Regions from separate parts of the Mus musculus genome. Here regions 2 and 3 are each linked to region 1. Evidence: chromatin contacts called from public HiChIP or PLAC-seq data. All regions are on one chromosome and are shown on one strand. Each heading gives the region's core, a stretch centred on a gene start, on an enhancer-like site or on the middle of the called end of the contact. The rest is flanking DNA. Distances are from core to core; before and after follow the strand shown.

Region 1 (2,553 bases), core at 39-2,538:
GGAAAAGTGAGGTGGGGTGAAGCTGGGAAATAGTCTGGGGTCACGTCATTTCCAGGATTCTACCCGCTGTGCTAACAGTGAAGAGAGGCCGCTGAAGACTGACAGGCAGGCTGTTCTAGTGCAGTTGTAGTTGCATTTTTGGAAACCTCCATCTGACCACACAGCTGGTGGAGGGGAGTGGGCACGGAGAGAATTATTTGGAAAGAACTTTAGCCCTATAATTTGAAGGCTGAGAGAACGGGGTGAGAAGAAAGAAAGACAGGAGTAAGTGAATGGAATTCAGTACAATAGACACCGCGCCCTGGAGGCCTACAGTAAGGGCCTTGCTGATATTGGAAAATGGACCTTGAAGGAGAGGGATGTATTGGTTGGAGCCTAGGTTCCTGACTTTTAAAATCAGAGTGACATTGATGCCCATAGGCCCTGAGAGAATAGACTGTCAGAGGAACGTCATGGCTGGGGTCTGCCCTAGAGGGATCCTGCAATATCATACACTTGCAAGGAACTAGAAAGAGGGAGACCCGCCCAGGAACTCTAAGGCTACAGAGGGACCACCTCAGCCCTTCCAAGGGTAGAGCGTTAGCGTCTGGGGCGACAAAGCAGTTGAGCGTCCCCCTGTCATTGTGGCTGCTTATAGCCCCGGTCTGGGAAAAGGTAAAGCTTAGGGGAACAGAAACTTGGCCTTTTCCTCATTTTCAGCTTTCCAAACCAAGCAGAGGCGGGCCATTTTCAACAGACACTACTGCCAATTAGAAGAGGCAAAAGACCAGCACAAAGTAGGCTCCCAAGATCTAGCCAGTTGAACTGAACCAAAACCATCCGCTTCCTGGGCCCCGAGAAGGTGCAACATGTCACAGGTCCTCAAGGAGAAAGGGGCTGGCAGGGAGGACCCCTGCATGAGAATTAAGACCTCTGTGACCCCCATCTGTTCCTCCTCTCCTCTCCCTCCTCTCCTGCTGCCATGGAGACCAGTCTGGAATGGCAGTAAGCCTTATGCCCCAGAGAAAACAATACAGTGTTTGAAGAGTGGAAGTTGGCCTCTAAGCACAAGCTCTGTCGCCCATCCCCCACAGCCCAGGATTCTTACAAAAGGCAGCTTTTTCCGCTAGAGGGTCAGAGCTCTGCTGTCCATCGATCTGCGTCCACTTTGTCCCTCGCTACTTCCGACTTGTTCATTTTTGAACTCACACCACACAGCCTGAGTGTCATGGGTCTGTTTAGTCGGAGAGGTGCTGATGTGACCGCGTCCCTTCTGCTCAGTGGCACAGAGCATCCCGCTCCTTTTTGTGTCTTTGAACCGCTGCTGTTGACTCACAGGCTGGAGCGGTTGGGCTGGGCTGAATTAGAAACAATGTAATCAACATCTCTATTTTTATCTCTGCTCTCTCCCCTCCCCACTGACTCACGGTTCTCTGTCTCAGAGCCCGGGATCTTAAAAGACTTGCATTAGATCCAGGGTGAATACGCACAGATGTGGTGTTTCTGCCATTCAAAGCCAGGAGTGGTTTTTCTTTTTCTTTTTTTTTTTTTCCTGATGCACTGGGCCCACACGTCAGTAGTGTTATTTATTGCCGTTCACTGCCATCTTCTTTGTGGCTGTGTTACAGCTCAAGCTGCCTTTCCCTCCTGAGGTCTAAGATAAATTTTGCAGACAAGGGAGGAACCCGGGTCTGATTTCTGAAATGAATCTTCAGAGAAAACTTCAGCACTGAACTAAAACTTTTAACTTTTCCCAGTTAATTCGGGAAGCCTGACCTGGAATCTACAGAAAGCAAAAACTAAATACAATATAGTAGTAGGTCCCCCCCCCCAAAAAAAAACCACCCCAACGATGAAGGATCTTTTTTTCCTGCCTAGACTTCTGCATGTTGATGTGTATTTTTAAATTTTTAATTCTATAGACATAGATATGCTAAGTGCTTGGAATTCTGAAGCCTTAGATTTGAGTCCCAACCTGATATTGCTTGCTATTTATAATCTTCAGCTGACAACTTAATTCCTATTTTTAAGATTTTTTTTGGTTTTATGATTATGTCTGCCTGAATGTATTTATATGCATCACATATGTGCAGGTGCCCACAGAAACCAGAAGAGGGCACTAGATTCCCCTGGAAGTAGATATACAATGATTGTGAGCCGCCCAGTGTGGGTGCTGGGAACCCAAACTGGGAATTCTCCAAAAGAAACACTCCTAACTGCTGAGCCATCTCTACAGTCCAAACATGTCATTTCTCCATGTCTTACTTTTCTGTTTTGTGAAATGGAGTTTGACCTCTCAAACATACGTTATATATCTTATAGAATTGTTCTGAGGATTAAAAAAAAATCTAACGAAAAAGCTTTAAAAATCTAGATTTCGTGAGGACTTTAAAACAAGGGCCAGCACATAACAATCTGTCCAAAAACAAATTAAAAAGTTGGCTATTTTCGTGCCTCAGGCCATATCTACCCGACTTAAGAAAAGTAATTCATCTTTAAAAGAATTTTCATGGGCCAGGGTGGTAGTTCAGTCAGTAAGGTGCTCAGGCATGGTGACCTATTTGGTCCTCACTA
Region 2 (2,553 bases), core at 21-2,520, 220 kb before region 1:
ATCCCAGCCTCCTCAAAATACCTCTTGAATCACAGAAGCAGCAAAGAGAAACCCAAAATCTCCCCCTACACACATACATACACACACCACATCACACACTACACACATACATACACACACCACATCACACACTACACACATACATACTCATACACACACCACACCACACCACACCACATCACACACTACACACATACATACACACACCACATCACACACTACACACATACATACTCATATACACACCACACCACACCACATCACACACTACACACATACATACACACACCACATCACACACTACACACATACATACTCATACACACACCACACCACACCACATCACACACTACACACATACATACACACACCACATCACACACTACACACATACATACTCATATACACACCACACCACACCACATCACACACTACACACATACATACACACACCACATCACACACTACACACATACATACTCATACACACACCACACCACACCACATCACACACTACACACATACATACATACACACACCACATCACACACTACACACATACATACTCATATACACACCACACCACACCACATCACACACTACACACATACATACTCATACACACACCACATCACACACACAGCCCAGGTCTTGTCTGTCTGTCTCTCTCTCTCTCTCACACACACACACACACACACAGCACAGCACACTTTACAGGATTGTCTTTCTCTTTTGCCATTTTCTACTCCAAAGGGCTAATTGTTGGCCACTATGATGGAATTTAGCACTTAGAAACAGCTACTGTGTTGATTAATTAAAAAAAAGAAAAGAAAAAGAAAAAAGAAAGAAAAAGAAAAGGAAGAAAGCCATGATTCCTACCTAGCCAATTGCCTTTTCAAGCACACCCAATTTTACTTGTCTTTTCTAGTAATACCCTAATGTGAGAATAAGACTGACTGAACTCACTGAGAGTTGTAGATTCACCCCTACCTCCCAGATAACCATCTTTCCATCCACCTCCCTTGCAGCACAGTAGAGTGTCCCTTAAAACAAAAACTATGTGTAGACCACCTAGGGTGATACAGACATGCTCATGGGACAGAGCTCGTGTCCGGTTTTTGCCTGGCTGGCTGTCTTTATCAGCCTGATGAAGCCTTGTTCTTGGGAGTACAATATGTTAAGCTAGATTGCTCTTTCTTCTCCCCTTCTGTCTCCCTTTTAAAGCATCGCACACTCCCTGGGCCAGGTGGCGTTGCTTCCTGCCTCCGCTGCTCGCTGCTCGCTGTTGCTAAGCGAGAGGCACCCGCTCGCACATGATGCTGAACCAATAGCGTCCTGACCCCCATTGGCTGGTAAAAGCCAAAGAAAGAGAATCCCACCGCGCCGCCTGTGACCGGTGGGTCCTCCTCCCCCTCCCACCTTTTCTCTTCCGACAGGAAGGGGCGGTGGCGGTGAGGGCGATGGGAGGAGGAAGGGGGAAGAAAGGATGGGGGAGGCGAATCCTACCACGTTCTGCCTTACTTGGGATAAATGCCATTTTTTTCTTCCTTTGTGAAGCAAAGGAACAGTGGCTTCCCCATGCAGATGCGCTTCTTCCCGTCCCGAAACTACCCCTGCTGTCAAAGCCCATAGTCGGAAAGAGCGGGTTGTTGACCTGCAGACCTGTGCTTTCTCTCTCTCTCTCTCTCTCTCTCTCTCTCTCTCTCTCTCTCTCTCTCTCTCTCTCTCTCTCTCTCTCTCTCTCTCGGAATAGGGCCAAGCAGTTAAGGTCCTCAGTTTTGGAGGCCCTGGGACCGTTCTGTCCTTTCTTCCTCCTCTTCACCCCTCTCCTTTCCTTTCTGTCTCACAATATCTTTTTTCCCAGAATGCAATTCATTGGAGTGTTAAAAATTAGCAGAGGGTGTTTTTACATCTTGTGAGGACACCGGCAGAACATTGGTGAGGGGGGGGGTGGTGGTGAAGGAAGCGGTATCCGTACAAAAGTCATTTTTAAAACTCCCCCATTAGGATTCTTAGTCCTTGGCAAATTCTAGTAAAGAACAAAATGGAAATGACAGGCGATCTTGACTGGCAAACTGCCAGTGTAGACAGCCAGTGGTAGGTTTGAGATTATATAGAGGAAATGACCTTTCTCCTATAATTACCTGGATATTTTGAGAAACATCGGACCCGAGTTACCTGGATAATTATAGCTTTGCAGATCTGACCTCGGGACAACACAGATTTCATGGAGAATGCTCTCTTTGGTGATGAAGGTGAGAGGCACCACTGCTTTTGCAGCCCAGGAACAAGACGCCCTCCTGTGTGCGCTGATAACTGCAAGTGTCCCCTGGCCTTTAGCAGACAGCATTAGGTTTCTTCTACCCTCTTCCTGGATTTGCCATTGGGGTGCACAGTCAAAAGGATGAAACCTGTTCCATTCCTCACTCGGGATCCCACAGAATAAAAGATCCTTCTCCCTCCCCATCTGCCTTTCCCAGCCTTTACACGGATTCTTGGTTTTTTTGTTTGAACCAGAGCTAAATGGCTTTTATAGGAGGAAGCACAGCTAAG
Region 3 (2,553 bases), core at 23-2,522, 190 kb before region 1:
GGATCACCAGAGGCGCAGTCAATGCTCTTAACCTCTGAGCCATCTCTCCAGCCCCCATTTTATATAAATACGCCCCTGAGCAAACGGTGACACCTCTAAATGTTGATGCTAAGAACGTCCAGCCAAGTGTTCTCTCCTCTGCCATCCCCATTTGGTTTCTGTTACTTGATTCATCTGGGCTCATTTCTGAAATGCACACAGTTTAAAACAGCAGGATTGCTTGTCTGAGCTCGTGCATCTCCGGAATAGTTAAATTGGAATCCAAAGCCCATCCTCCCAACCAGCGCAGAGGCAGAAACCCGAAAGCAAGCGGCTCTGCCACCTGAACATCTCGGCTGTACAGGAAACCAGCAGTCCTCAGTTTTCCATGCTGTGCGTTTGCATCTTTGTGTCGTTGCTTGGATTGCTTTAGGAAGGAAAAGGTGACCTCCGCTTTCTCTCTTTGCGGATCTGGAGGAGGCTGCCTGTGTCTGCCTTCATTTTGTTCTGCAGGCAGCTGGCTGAGTTTGGGATTTTAGTCTTGTCACCCCACCCACCGTACCACGCATCAGTTTAGGTAAATTGATTAGAGTGGGTCGTTTGTTTGTTTGTTTTACAGAAAAATCTGACTGGGGGGGGGGGGAAATTCCCCTGTCTTTTAAAAAATTTTTTTTGTATTTTATTTCTTCCACAGCATTGGGCCTCATGACAAGTTTTGCAATTTCATTGTCTAGCAAGCAGTATCTGAGAGGAGCTTTAATGAAGCTCTTGGTCCCTCTTTGTGCCCAAGTTAGTATTGTCAGCGTTCCTGTCTCCTCAGAATAGAATCCCACCCTCTCTTGGCAACATAGGTGTTTCACAAAGGGGTAAAAAAAACCACCAAAAACTAAACAGGTAAACAGGCAAGCCCTGAACAAAGAGTTCCGTGACACAAGTCCCCCATCTCCTCTGTGCGGTAAAAGGATTCCCTATTTCCAAACTCTCAGATTGCTTGAAGTCATGGTGAACAAATCCAAGGCTACGTGCCTTATCGCCCCTCTATTAGACAACACCAGCGCTGATCAAGTGCACAGTCGGCCTCAAATCAAGCTCCATGGTACATTTCTAAACAGCCAAGGCTCCCTTCTCTCTTCCTAGTTGTCAGCTGGTCTTCTCATCCCCCCTAGGAAAAACTGGGGTGTTTACATTAGGATATTGACATAGGCATGTCTTTCCTGGAGAAAGATGGCGGCAGGTTAGAGGACTCAGCCTCGTTAATGCTTAACTCTGAATAAACAGGGCCGGTCATGGCTGTTGTTAATACTTCTCAATGTGAGCGACACACAAGTCCAGAAAGGTCAGAGGGGGAGCTCAGGGCTACTGCTGGCAGTGAAAAGATCCTTTTGAAATGAGAAAAGAAGCCCTAGCCGCATCCTGTGTCTTAAGGTCTCTGTCACCAAAACAGCTGCTTTGCTTAGAGTTGGTATTTGGAGGTGTGCAGTCTCTACATGAAAAAGGAGGAAAGCTGGCAATGGATGTCAGTGATAAGAGGTCCTTGAAGTCTCTAAGGCTTTCCCCCTTTCCTCCGGTAAAAAGCAGGCAGATCAAGCACCTTAAATAGTGTGTGCCAGGCACCCTTACAGACTGGCGGTTACTTTGTGTCTATTCAAGGGAGTTGCAGGACCTGCCAGAATGGATTGTGGTGCATCAAGAGTATCCTTTAAGGTTTTCTGGAAAGATTCTTAGGCTCCTAGATTATACCACAATGAGAAGCTAAAGCTCCAAGTCTAAAATGTATCCAGAGTGTCTGCTGGGCGCTTTCTCATGCGGCTGACCAGTCCAGACCCAGGAATACTCACCTGAATGTACAAGAAGCATATGTCTAGGTATCCACGATTCCTTCCTTCTTTTTCTATCTCTCTTTGGATGTTTACTGATCAGGTCAGTCCCCTTCTTCCATAAATGTCCAGTGGGGGACAACAGTGAAGGCAAGAGGGCATTTGTCTTAGTCAGGGTTTCTATTCCTGCACAAACATCATGACCAAGAAGCAGTTGGGGAGGAAAGGGTTTATTCAGCTTATACTTCCACATTGTTGTTCATCACCAAGGAAGTCAGGACTAGAACTCAAGCAGGTCAGGGAGCAGAAGCTGATGCAGAGGCCATGGAGGGATGTTCTTTAATGGCTTGCCTCCCCTGGCTTGTTCAGCTTGCTCTCTTATAGAACTAAGACTACCAGCGCAGAGATGGCACCACCCACAAGGGGCCTTTCCCCCTTGATCACTAATTGAGAAAATGCCTTACAGCTGGATCTTGTGGAGGCATTTCCTCAACTGAAGCTCCTTTCTCTGTGATAACTCCAGCTTGTGTCAAGTTTTCACAAAATTAGCCAGTACAGCATTGTTATTTGGTGAAATAATTATTTAAATTATTATCTTTAAAGTAAGCTTTCCACAGTTTTCTCGGGAGGGTTACACACACACACACACACACACACACACACACACACACACACACACACACACACAGTGCTTCAAGATCTTTTAGCATGTAGCTGATCAAAGTATTAATTGAGAGGAATTTTCAAGACCAAGGCA

What was found. HiChIP or PLAC-seq counts read pairs in DNA pulled down with a chosen protein or histone mark.
Region 2: a RAD21 HiChIP or PLAC-seq map of pro-B cells shows a contact between it and region 1, with 4 times the contacts expected there. The contact joins two enhancer-like sites. A contact is called at or near these places in 1 of 39 promoter capture datasets (the C10 cell line), 1 of 15 datasets of contacts at CTCF or cohesin (pro-B cells), 16 of 484 Hi-C or Micro-C datasets (B cells, the C10 cell line, the HL-1 cell line and 10 more), 16 of 115 datasets of contacts at active chromatin or transcription factors (the NIH/3T3 cell line, astrocytes, bone marrow-derived macrophages and 11 more) and 3 of 9 other capture datasets (adipose tissue, embryonic trunk and pancreatic islet).
Region 3: an HNF4G HiChIP or PLAC-seq map of pancreatic cancer cells shows a contact between it and region 1. The contact joins two enhancer-like sites. A contact is called at or near these places in 3 of 484 Hi-C or Micro-C datasets (the HPC-7 cell line, nephron progenitors and regulatory T cells), 3 of 115 datasets of contacts at active chromatin or transcription factors (embryonic stem cells, extraembryonic endoderm stem cells and pancreatic cancer cells) and 2 of 9 other capture datasets (adipose tissue and embryonic trunk).

What each region holds. Positions count from the first base shown.
Region 1 is chr3:51,787,691-51,790,243 of GRCm38.p6, reverse strand. All of the region lies in intron 2 of Maml3 (mastermind like transcriptional coactivator 3), which reads left to right. Among named protein-coding and RNA genes, the nearest start is that of Gm46803, 81 kb to the right of the region's middle. RefSeq lists an enhancer at 1-2,392. Within about 2 kb of position 1,288, at least 277 of the 459 cell types and tissues checked have an H3K27ac peak or open chromatin away from gene starts, as enhancers often do. A contact at or near this core is called in Th1 cells, adipose tissue, astrocytes and 10 more, where this site is marked.
Region 2 is chr3:52,006,583-52,009,135 of GRCm38.p6, reverse strand. The region is part of intron 1 of Maml3 (mastermind like transcriptional coactivator 3); the gene reads left to right. Among named protein-coding and RNA genes, the nearest start is that of Maml3, 97 kb to the left of the region's middle. Within about 2 kb of position 1,270, at least 184 of the 459 cell types and tissues checked have an H3K27ac peak or open chromatin away from gene starts, as enhancers often do. A contact at or near this core is called in Th1 cells, adipose tissue, astrocytes and 8 more, where this site is marked.
Region 3 is chr3:51,976,845-51,979,397 of GRCm38.p6, reverse strand. All of the region lies in intron 1 of Maml3 (mastermind like transcriptional coactivator 3), which reads left to right. Among named protein-coding and RNA genes, the nearest start is that of Maml3, 130 kb to the left of the region's middle. Within about 2 kb of position 1,272, at least 30 of the 459 cell types and tissues checked have an H3K27ac peak or open chromatin away from gene starts, as enhancers often do. A contact at or near this core is called in extraembryonic endoderm stem cells and pancreatic cancer cells, where this site is marked.